Linked DNA regions of Mus musculus: all the other regions are linked to region 3. The links are chromatin contacts, called in public Micro-C maps. All regions are on one chromosome and are shown on one strand. Each heading gives the region's core, a stretch centred on a gene start, on an enhancer-like site or on the middle of the called end of the contact. The rest is flanking DNA. Distances are from core to core; before and after follow the strand shown.

The links. A called contact is a pair of places that touch in the nucleus more often than the background predicts.
Region 1: a contact with region 3 is called in a Micro-C map of embryonic stem cells, with 9 times the contacts expected there. The contact joins the promoter of Mir124a-1hg here to the promoter of Dleu2 in region 3. A contact is called at or near these places in 6 of 484 Hi-C or Micro-C datasets (differentiating embryonic stem cells, embryonic stem cells and stem cell-derived epiblast-like cells) and 1 of 115 datasets of contacts at active chromatin or transcription factors (embryonic stem cells).
Region 2: a Micro-C map of embryonic stem cells shows a contact between it and region 3, with 6 times the contacts expected there. The contact joins the promoter of Sox7 here to the promoter of Dleu2 in region 3. A contact is called at or near these places in 2 of 39 promoter capture datasets (cranial neural crest and liver) and 2 of 484 Hi-C or Micro-C datasets (both in embryonic stem cells).

Annotation. Positions count from the first base shown.
Region 1 is chr14:64,586,615-64,589,845 of GRCm38.p6, reverse strand. It overlaps Mir124a-1hg (Mir124-1 host gene (non-protein coding)), which reads right to left and starts at 1,731. Exons shown (of 4, transcript NR_040709.1): 1 at 1,692-1,731; 2 at 879-1,069; 3 at 1-5.
Region 2 is chr14:63,942,315-63,945,245 of GRCm38.p6, reverse strand. Sox7 (SRY (sex determining region Y)-box 7) reads right to left here and starts at 1,540. Exons shown (of 2, transcript NM_011446.1): 1 at 1,253-1,540. The coding sequence starts at 1,490.
Region 3 is chr14:61,681,034-61,683,852 of GRCm38.p6, reverse strand. It overlaps Dleu2 (deleted in lymphocytic leukemia, 2), which reads left to right and starts at 1,480. Exons shown (of 7, transcript NR_028264.1): 1 at 1,480-1,743.

The DNA of each region.
Region 1 (3,231 bases), core at 482-2,981, 2.9 Mb before region 3:
TCTCGCTTAGGTCCCAAGTGGTGGATGGGAAAAAGGAAAAGAAAAAAAAAATAAATAAATAAGAGCGAGGCCCATCTGGCCCCTCATCAGCCTTGTCAAGTCTTGCATACGCTAAAATGCTAATGACCTAGATAGCTCATGCAAAATGCAGCAGGGAGGGACAGAGAAGGAGGGGGAGCGAAGGGAGAGCGAGAGAGGGAGGAGTGAAGGGAGAGGGAGGGGGAGACAGAGGGAGGAGGGAGACTGGGAGGGGGGAGGGGGAAAAGAGAGAGAGAGAGAGCGCGCACCCCTACATGTTCCCCCACCCCACCCGTCAACCGGTTTTACAGAGGTAAAGGGTGGGTGTAGATTTTAAAAGGTCACCCCTATAGAATGTAGCTGGGTGGGGTGGGGGAGAGATCCCCAAATCCATAGGGACAATAAAATATTATTTTAAGACCCCTCCCTCTCTGCTCTCCATCACTCTGTTTACACACAAGTCCAGTCACCTTATGCATGTACATGTCAATTTCACAAGACTGCTTTCAACAGACACCCACGTTGCCATTCCCTGAACAAACCCACCCAGTGCACCAGAGTGAGGAAGGTGCTTCCTAACCCACAGACCTCCCTCACCTGGTCCATCCCACTCCCTACTAGTGCCTTATCCTTTCAGGCAGTCGTCCCCCCCCCCCCTTTCTCTTTTCTAAGCCTTCCCCATTCTCCTTCCCAATGGCTCAAAAAAGCCAGGTAGAGGGCATAGAGGACAAGTTAAATCTAACTGGATCGGTTCCGTTCAGCTTCCCACCCACCCCACAGGGTTGGGGGACACAGTCTTTACCTAACACTGACCCTTTTAAAGCATGCCACAAAAATCAATAAAATTGAGTCCGAATAACCTCAGAGGTCCGCAGGTCCGGCCGGGTACTGTTGGGCAGCGTTGATCTCTCCAATCGGGGAGCCAGAGTTCCGCGCGTCCCAAGACGCTTTGTCCCGGAACCCCCGCACAATATCCTCATCTTTTTGTTCTCCTTTAAAGGATCCTGGTTGCAGTCCGCCGCGTTTCAGCCAGTCCAAACCAAAGGCGGATCTATTGGAATAAAAAGGGATGGGGATAATATACACGCAGATGGATGCGGGAGAGTAGTGGAGGCTAAAGTCAGCCCCGCAAGCAAGGAGCGGCCTCCCTGGCCAAGCCCCAAGTGCTTCCTCGGCTATTGAAGGGAATTGCTGCTGGCAGGCGCTGATGCTGGCTCCACCTGGCCGGAGGAAAAGCATCCTGGCGATGACCCTGAAAGAATTAAGACACAAAACCAAAAAAAAAAAAAAAAAAAAAAAAAAAAAAACCCCAAACCGAACCAAACCACCAAAACAAAAAAGCAAAAAGCCAGAATCCTCCTCTGGTGAACCAGAGCACGCGTGCAGAAGAAACCGCTCTGCTGGTGGCCGCGGTCGAGGGGGAAGGATGCTAGCGCAGGAGGCGAAGGTTGCAGAGGCTGCACCCTCAGATGAATAATAATAACGCGCTGAGAAGTTGCAGTGCAGCTTGGAAATCCAGCCCTGCGCGTGAACTCGCGTCGAGTGCGGATTGCAGGGGATGGGGGAGAAAGGGGGGGGGGTGAGGAGAGAAGAGAGGGGGAGGGGGTGAGGGGATTGAGAGGAAGACAGAGAGAGGGACGCAGAGAATTTAGTGCCTTTTCTTTTAGTCTTACCAAGAGCTGATCTCCTTCACTGTCCTCGTTGGGTGAGGCCGAGGTCCTTTTTAAAAATTATTATTCCTTTAACGGATTATTCAGCTAAGAGAAGCCACATCTGCTGACAGTTCCGAAAACAAGAGGATTAGGAGTAGGTCCACAGAGCCCGGCCCGCAGCCCCCCCCCCCCCCCTCTGCACCAGCACACGTCACTCTCACTGCCCCCGGGCACCTCCCTCTCCTCGCTCGGTGTTCGGGAGGGTTGTGCCAAGAAAAATGCGGATTTGGGGAAAGTGAGAAGTGGGGGTGCTCTCACGAACGGGAAAGCCAAGGCCGGAGGTGGCGATTCGCACCCCCACACTTACACTCGCTTCCGTTTATCCGTTTAGATCCTGGGAGAAGTGGGTGCTTTCACCGCACCCACACGCGCCGCATCTGCAGTGGTCAGAGCCCTCCGATCCCTTGAAGCCACCCTGGCCGCCCCAGACCCTGCCAAAGTCCTCTGGGTGGACTCGGGGGGCTCAATCCTACCCCTGCCTGAATAGCTTCATGGTCTCCAGTCCTCTTTTTCTCAGTCCCCTCCGTGCAATACCGCCGCTAGCCCACTCCCGGTTTCTTGAGCTTCGGTCAATGGAGTGGGGAGCTCGGGGGCACTTGCACACCTTCTGCTTGTCGTCCTCAGCCCGAATTGCCGGGCTGTAGCTCAGCCAGGCTGGTGAGGATGGAGCTGGGTGCTGCTGCGGTTGTGGTTGCTGTCACTGCGGAGAGCGCGAGGCTGCGGGGCGGTGCGGCGACCCGAGCGCCAGTGCAGCCTCCTCCTCACCCCTCCCTAGGCTGGCGTCTGGGCAGGACAGTGCTGGGGGTGGGAAGACGAATGGCGGAAGGTGGGGGGATGGAGGACCATAGTCTCTTGTCGCCCCCACCAACGCCCCCCCCCCCGCAGTCAAGGTGAAAGTGAAGGAGAGCGGGCGCGCGTGCTCGCGCCTCTAGTTGCGTGCGCGCGCTCCTCCCCTGCCCGCGCCCTCCCGCCCGCCCTCGCCCGCCGGGGCCAGATGGACGTCCGAGATTACAGAGGCACAAAAGTGCGTCTACACGTCCAGCCACCCGTCCTGCGGACGTGGAGAGCCACTTCGGGGAGGCGCCTTTTGTTGTACTTGTGTGGCTGTGTAACTGTTTTTCTTTTCCAAGAGCAGAGTTAGCTGTGGCTTAAAGAAGGACCAAGAATGAATGTCCCCCATAAGAGCGAACCAAAAAGACCTTCCCCCACTCGAGCCCCCGCGCCTGCGATGAGAAATCTGTCTTCCCAAAGGGCTATTGCGGCAGCCGCGAGGCAGCCCCGACCTGCTCACGCAGGCCCATCTGCTTTCCCTACGCCTGCTTTTCTTTGATGACTTAAAAGAAACAAATAAACAAACAAACAAAAAAAACTGAACTGTTTCTTGGGCTATGTTGAATTCAAGACATCTAGACAGGGGAGAACAAACTCGGAAAGCTAAAAGCAGTCTTAAATGTTGTGGCTGTCAATGGCCAGTGCAGAGGGTGGTGGCCGCGGCGCCCAC
Region 2 (2,931 bases), core at 291-2,790, 2.3 Mb before region 3:
CAGCAGAAAGCCAGCCCTCGATCTGTGACTCTGAAAGAGGAAAGAGCCCAGGCTCCTACGGAAAAGGGAAGGGCTTCCATCCCAGCGGGGTGGGGTCCAGTGGCCTGTATGCCTCTCCTGGCAGGCCTTGGTGCCCTCTGCAAACAAAATATTTTGAAGGGATCTTACTGGTTAAAATAAATAAGAACCACGTTGAAGGGTAAAGAGATTTGAAGTAAGGTAAGGTTGAAAGTTTTTTGGCTTTGAGACTAATTCAGTGGGTTAAGGCATTTTTTGCCACGAAGCCTGAAGATGTGAATGTCTAATTCCTAGAACCCACATGATGGCAAGAAAGAACTTACTCCCCACCTCCCAGATGTCTTCTGACTGCCCCCCACACACTCATGGTGGCACGAGTGTGCACGCATACACTCACTAACACAAACACATTTAATTAATACGTGTGTGTATAAGTGTGTGTGTGTGTGTGTGTGTGTGTGTGTGTGTGTGTGTGTGTAATGCATATATTAACCCACCCACCCCTGCTCTGAGTACTGGAGAGAATAGAAAATCCAACAAGAACGGGTTCCTTGGAACCGTTTTAGCATTTTCATCCCCAATTCTCTGGCCTGTCTGGTTCCAGTCAGGATTATCTGCGGACAGCACCATAGCTATAAGCAAGAAGCGATGGGATTCAAAGACCCTCTCTGGCTGCTCAAAATTTCTTTTCAAGTTATTTACACTTCTTCGATAAATAGATGAGCGAACCCAGCCTATTCGGGTGGACATCTTTTGTTGCTGATTTTCTTTTTCTTTCTGTTAAATAGTTAAAAATAGAGACGTTTCTCAGTGAGGCCTCAACTGACGTACGTTCGTTATCTTTTTCTCTGTGACAATATCTCTTTCTGATTTTCCCAGTCTACAACGTGAGGAGTGGAGTCTCCTCAGTCTTCCAGCAAACGCCGGTTCCGCCGATTCCACCCAGACTAAACGTATCTGCCCCTCTGAGTCCTTAAGCCCTAGTTCCAGTCCCCGGGACAGGCCGCGGGTCGCTCCTGCTCCTGAGACCGGAGTCTCAGCTCCGCGACCCAGAGTAGGGACCAGTCCGGAGCCCCGTGCTGTTCCTAAAGTTTCACTGGTTTCACCGGTTTCACCGTGGCCCGCTCAGGCCCTGGTGGTGTCTGTGTTCAAATCCCACCCCCACTCCCCACCTTTCCGAACAGCGTTGTCACCCGCGCCATCCTCGCAACAGCTTCGTGCCCCGCGCACTTACCCAGCATCTTGCTGAGCTCCGCGTTGTGCAGGTCCGGGTTCTGCACTGCCAGACGTTTCCTCTCATCCTTGGCCCACACCATGAAGGCATTCATGGGCCGCCGGATCCGGCTTTCCGAACTCTTGTCCCCTGAAGGTCGGGGGACGGCGGGCGGCGACAGCCCATCCGACAGCTCGGCTTCCAGGGCGGGACACTCCAGTCCCTCGGTCCACGGATAGGCGCCCAGCAGCGAGGCCATGGCCGAACGCGGGTCACTTGGCTTCGCCTCGTGGGGCCGGCGCTGACCTGGCCCTCGCTCAGGTCGCGACGTCCAACTTGGCCAGCAGCCTCGGGCTTGGCCCTTATTTATCAGCTTCGGGCCACCGGGTCCGCCAATGACTCTCTGGGGCGGCGCGGCCCCTCCCGGCTGCCCCGCCGCGGCGTCCCCGCTGCGACCTGCCGGCAGGGGGAGGGAGGGGCCGAGCCTGCCCCGGTGCCCGCCCCTGTCCGCCCCTCCGCCTCCCGAGCCTGCCCCGATCCCGCTCCGGTGCAGGTGCTGCAGGGCCAGGAGGAGCGCGCCCACGGCTCGAAGTCACCACTGCTTGGCGCAGGAGTCAGGTCCAGCCCCTGTTCCGTTGTTGGGCTGCCCTCCGCGCTGGGACCAGACTCCACCAAAACTCCCGCAAAGGAAAACCGAACTCAAACAGCTTACACCAGGATACTCGAGGAGGAGAGACACTATCAATATCCCTAGATCGGCCAAGTATGCTGTTGTGAACAGATCACACCCATGGCTTGGGTCATCTCGCCCCAGTAAACGTGGGCAGCCACCAAGGGTCTTAGGTGGATGTGGGATCCACCGGACTAGGGACTCGGCGCACTGACTTCCCTAAACTGGCACTGTGGATCTCTAGAGGGGTCGGGTTTTCTGCTATCCGATTTTCCTCTTCTTGTCTTTGCCCCCATCCCACTCTGCCTGCCGCTGACCCCGGCAGTCTGAGTCTGCATCTTCCTTGCTAGTAGCCCTTTTGCGGAATCCATTTCTGGTGCTTCTTCCGACTCTAGAGGAGCCGCTTTTCCGCTCCTATGTGTCCCAACTACTTCCTTACAGTGGAGCCTTCTCGGTTTCCCCGTATCCTGAATGAGCTGTGGACCGGGAACTTGAGACCCTAACGCACGCCGCGGCTGCTTTGGCGGTTACATCAGCGCCTACACACAGTAGGCATTCAAGAACTGCCGAATGAGTGAATGAACGAATGAGTGAAATAACGAGCCAACATGCTTTAGACACACCCCACTGTAGAAACACCGCAGGGGCGGGGGGCCTAGTTCCTGGAATTAGACCCACAAACATTTATGGCGCGCCACCCCATGTGGAGGCTCCACAGAGGCGACCTTCGAAAGAGGCAGAGTCTGAGCGGAAGACAGTGGTGTTGGGTGTGAGACTCTGTCTTGAGTTACTGAATGCGTGACAGCAAGTCCGGTATCTCCCAAGACCTTTCCTAATCCTAAAACCCGGCGATAAGGCTGATCTCACAGGCGGTGATGAGGTAAATACAGTGAGCTCTGGCTGTGTAATCTTTGATGGAGATGCCTCTCTAGTCTCAAAGTCCCTGTGAGGTGACTGAATTTGCTTACAACGTGCAAGGCGGCCAGTGCTGAGACGCTGTAAATGTCCGGAGAACTGCAACTTCTCCGAC
Region 3 (2,819 bases), core at 231-2,730:
ACATAGCAAACTTGGAAGGCACGTTCTAAGCTTTAGAATCTAAAGTTTCTCCTTTAAAAAAAAGAAAGAAAGAAAGAAAAGAAATAGAAATAGAGAGAGCGAAAGCAAGCGGGCCTAAATCTGGAAAGGTTTCTCAACTCTAGGCAAATCTATTTCCTCCCCCATCTGACTCTTGGAAAAGCTCTACCAGGTTTGGACCCACCCTTATACCTAACTTCCAAGCCCCTCACAGTAGGTAGGTGCCCGTGCTGAGGCGTGGTGGTGGTCCGAACTTGGGGCGGGGGAGTGGGATGGGGGGAGTTCTTCTAGACTGTTTACCCCTCTCCAGTTGCTGGGAAAGTCCGATGCGTTTCCTGTTCTCATCCGAGCTCAGCCTGTTTTCCTGAATCAGTGATCTGGTAGCTAACTTATTATGTTCTGATCCTGAAAAGTAAAACTGCGTTCTGAAATCAATTACTTAGGAAAGGGACTAGAAGCTACAGAAGTTAATCACGCTTAGACTAACCACTTAGTTTGCCTTAATTGTAAGGCCTTCCTTTGGTGTTTATCGCACTTTTTGTTTACACTGAGCCCTCCGCCTAGGCTTTAGGCCAGCAGGGCGCTCAGTTTCACTTCGGGGTTTGGAGGGGCCTATCACTTCGTCCTCGGGGTTTAAAGGCAACTTGTAATGGTTTGCCCCAATCACTCCTGTAACCAAAGAGTAAGTCCTCAAGAACCGCGTTCCCTTGTCAAGGAGTCGGATGCGCAAATGCCTGGGGCTTTAAGCAGCTGGGAAAGCGAGAAGGAAGCTAGCGTGAAGCTAGCTGCACCTGCGGATCCAGAGCGTCCGCCCCGCGCTTCCCGCGCCCAGCGCTTTTGCCTGGGAGCTGCTGCGAGCCACCCCCGCACCCCTCACGCCCGTTGGCCGGGGGAGCGAGGCCTAGCAAGCGGACGCCTGCGGGAGCCGCCGCACGTAGGGGGCACAGGGACTTGTCCAGGCCGTGGGCTCCAAAGCGAGGCCCAAACGCGCGCGCTCTCTGCAAGTAGGGCGGTGGCGCTCCCAGAGACGGAGGGAGGTAGAGACGCCCGAGCGAGCGAGCGAACGGCACGCTCGGGGCCACTCCGCGCGCAAGGCTCGGGTCCGGGAGAAATTCCCCCCCCCCACCCCCCGTCGAGTGGTCAGAGTGCGGGTCCCCAGGTCGTGCACACCACCCGGGCCGGCGACCCCAGCCAGGAGCAGGGGAGCGCCGCAGGGCGGAGGCCGCTGCCACGGAACCAGGCGGGCGGCGCACAGCCCCGGGGAGCTGGTTTTCCCGAGAGGGCACGTGACGGGGTTGGCAGCGCTCGGGCCCGGGCGGGGGGAGGGGGAAGTGGCGAGCAGGAGGCCCGGGGGCGGGCGGCTGGCGCGCTGTGTACTTAGGTCGTGTGCTGGGGCTTTTCTCTCCTGGGAGCGGGCCGAGGGGCGGGGGAGGGGCCACCGCTCCGCCTTCTTCTTTTCGCAATGTTGACGCAATCTATAAATAGTGGAACAAAAGGACCAACTTCCTCGGAGCTTTGCTGAAACTGCACAAAAAATCGAGCTGGGGGGTTCCCTGGTCCCCGATGTTGGGGCGGAGAGCGCGGCGCCGAGGGAGGGGGCGGCGCAGACCGGCCTAGGGGACACCTGGTCGAGCGCAGCCGCCGCTCCGCTCGAGCCCTGCGCTCCAGTGCCCCCACTGGCTGGAGAGCTCGCCCAGACCGGGGGTCTTCCTCCGTCGCTGACAGGTCAGTGCGCACCGCCCCTTTCGACTCTAGGCTGCTTTTCTCCCTCCTCCAGCCTCCACTTTTAGAAGGGAACCGGGGCGGGGGCGGGGGGCGGTAAGGAAATAGAACGAGGAGCAGCAGCGACAGAAGGAAAAAAAAAAAAAAAAAGCAAAGCTGTAACCCCGGCGTGCACGGAGCGAAGAGAGTGAGGGGCTCCAGGAGGAGATCTGCGCGTGGCCCCCACGGGAGACGGAGCTGGCAGAGCAGGCGGGCCGCAGGGTGAGAGGAGGGGGCTCCCCGGAGGCCGTGCGCGTCTCTCGGTCCCCTTTGAACGCAGACCTGCAGAGTCCGCCTGGTCCACGGTGGGAGGAATGAGTGGAGAATTGTCGCCGCCGCCACTGCACCCCCGAGGCCCACGCACCCTGAGCGCCTAAATTTGGGGACAGGGTGGGAGGGGGGCACCCTGCGCTCAGGGAGCAAGGACCTGAACTCAGGAGCCCGCTGCTTCGCCGTTGGGGAGGGCGGAGCTGGCGCTGTTGACAGCGGTGAGGGAGCAGGGAGGGCGAAAGTTGGGGAGAGGAGGCGGGAGAGGTGGGAGTCTAGTTGAAAAGGGGGGGGAGGGAGCGCGCGCGCGGGATTCTGAGGGGCGTGGATCACGTGATGGGCAACCACCCCCGCTACAGGCTGGCGGTAGGGTGACGTCACCACCCTGCCTGCAGGGGGTGGCACTTCCGTTTTCTCCCCCCCCCCACCCCCCCCAGGGCTGCTGCTCCCAAGCTTCTGCACCCTCCTGAGGGTGGGCAATAGTCTGAGGTCATCAGGTGCTTTGGCAACAACCGGGAGTTAGGCAATGAGGGCTAGGTCTGAAGCTCAAGCCGGGCCGCCCCTCGACGCGCCCCATTGTGTGAGCAGTGGGCGAGGGCGGTGCCGGGTGCCGGGCCCCCCGCGGCTCCCAGCTCCAAAAGGGCGGGGAGGACTCTGTTCCGTCAAGGCGGAGTCTGGCCACTAGCTGGTTCCTGAGTCCAGACTTCGAGATCCCAGCGACTAGGGTCTTACTCGCCTGACTAGCCCTCTGGGCGCCTGGTGGTTAGGAGCCA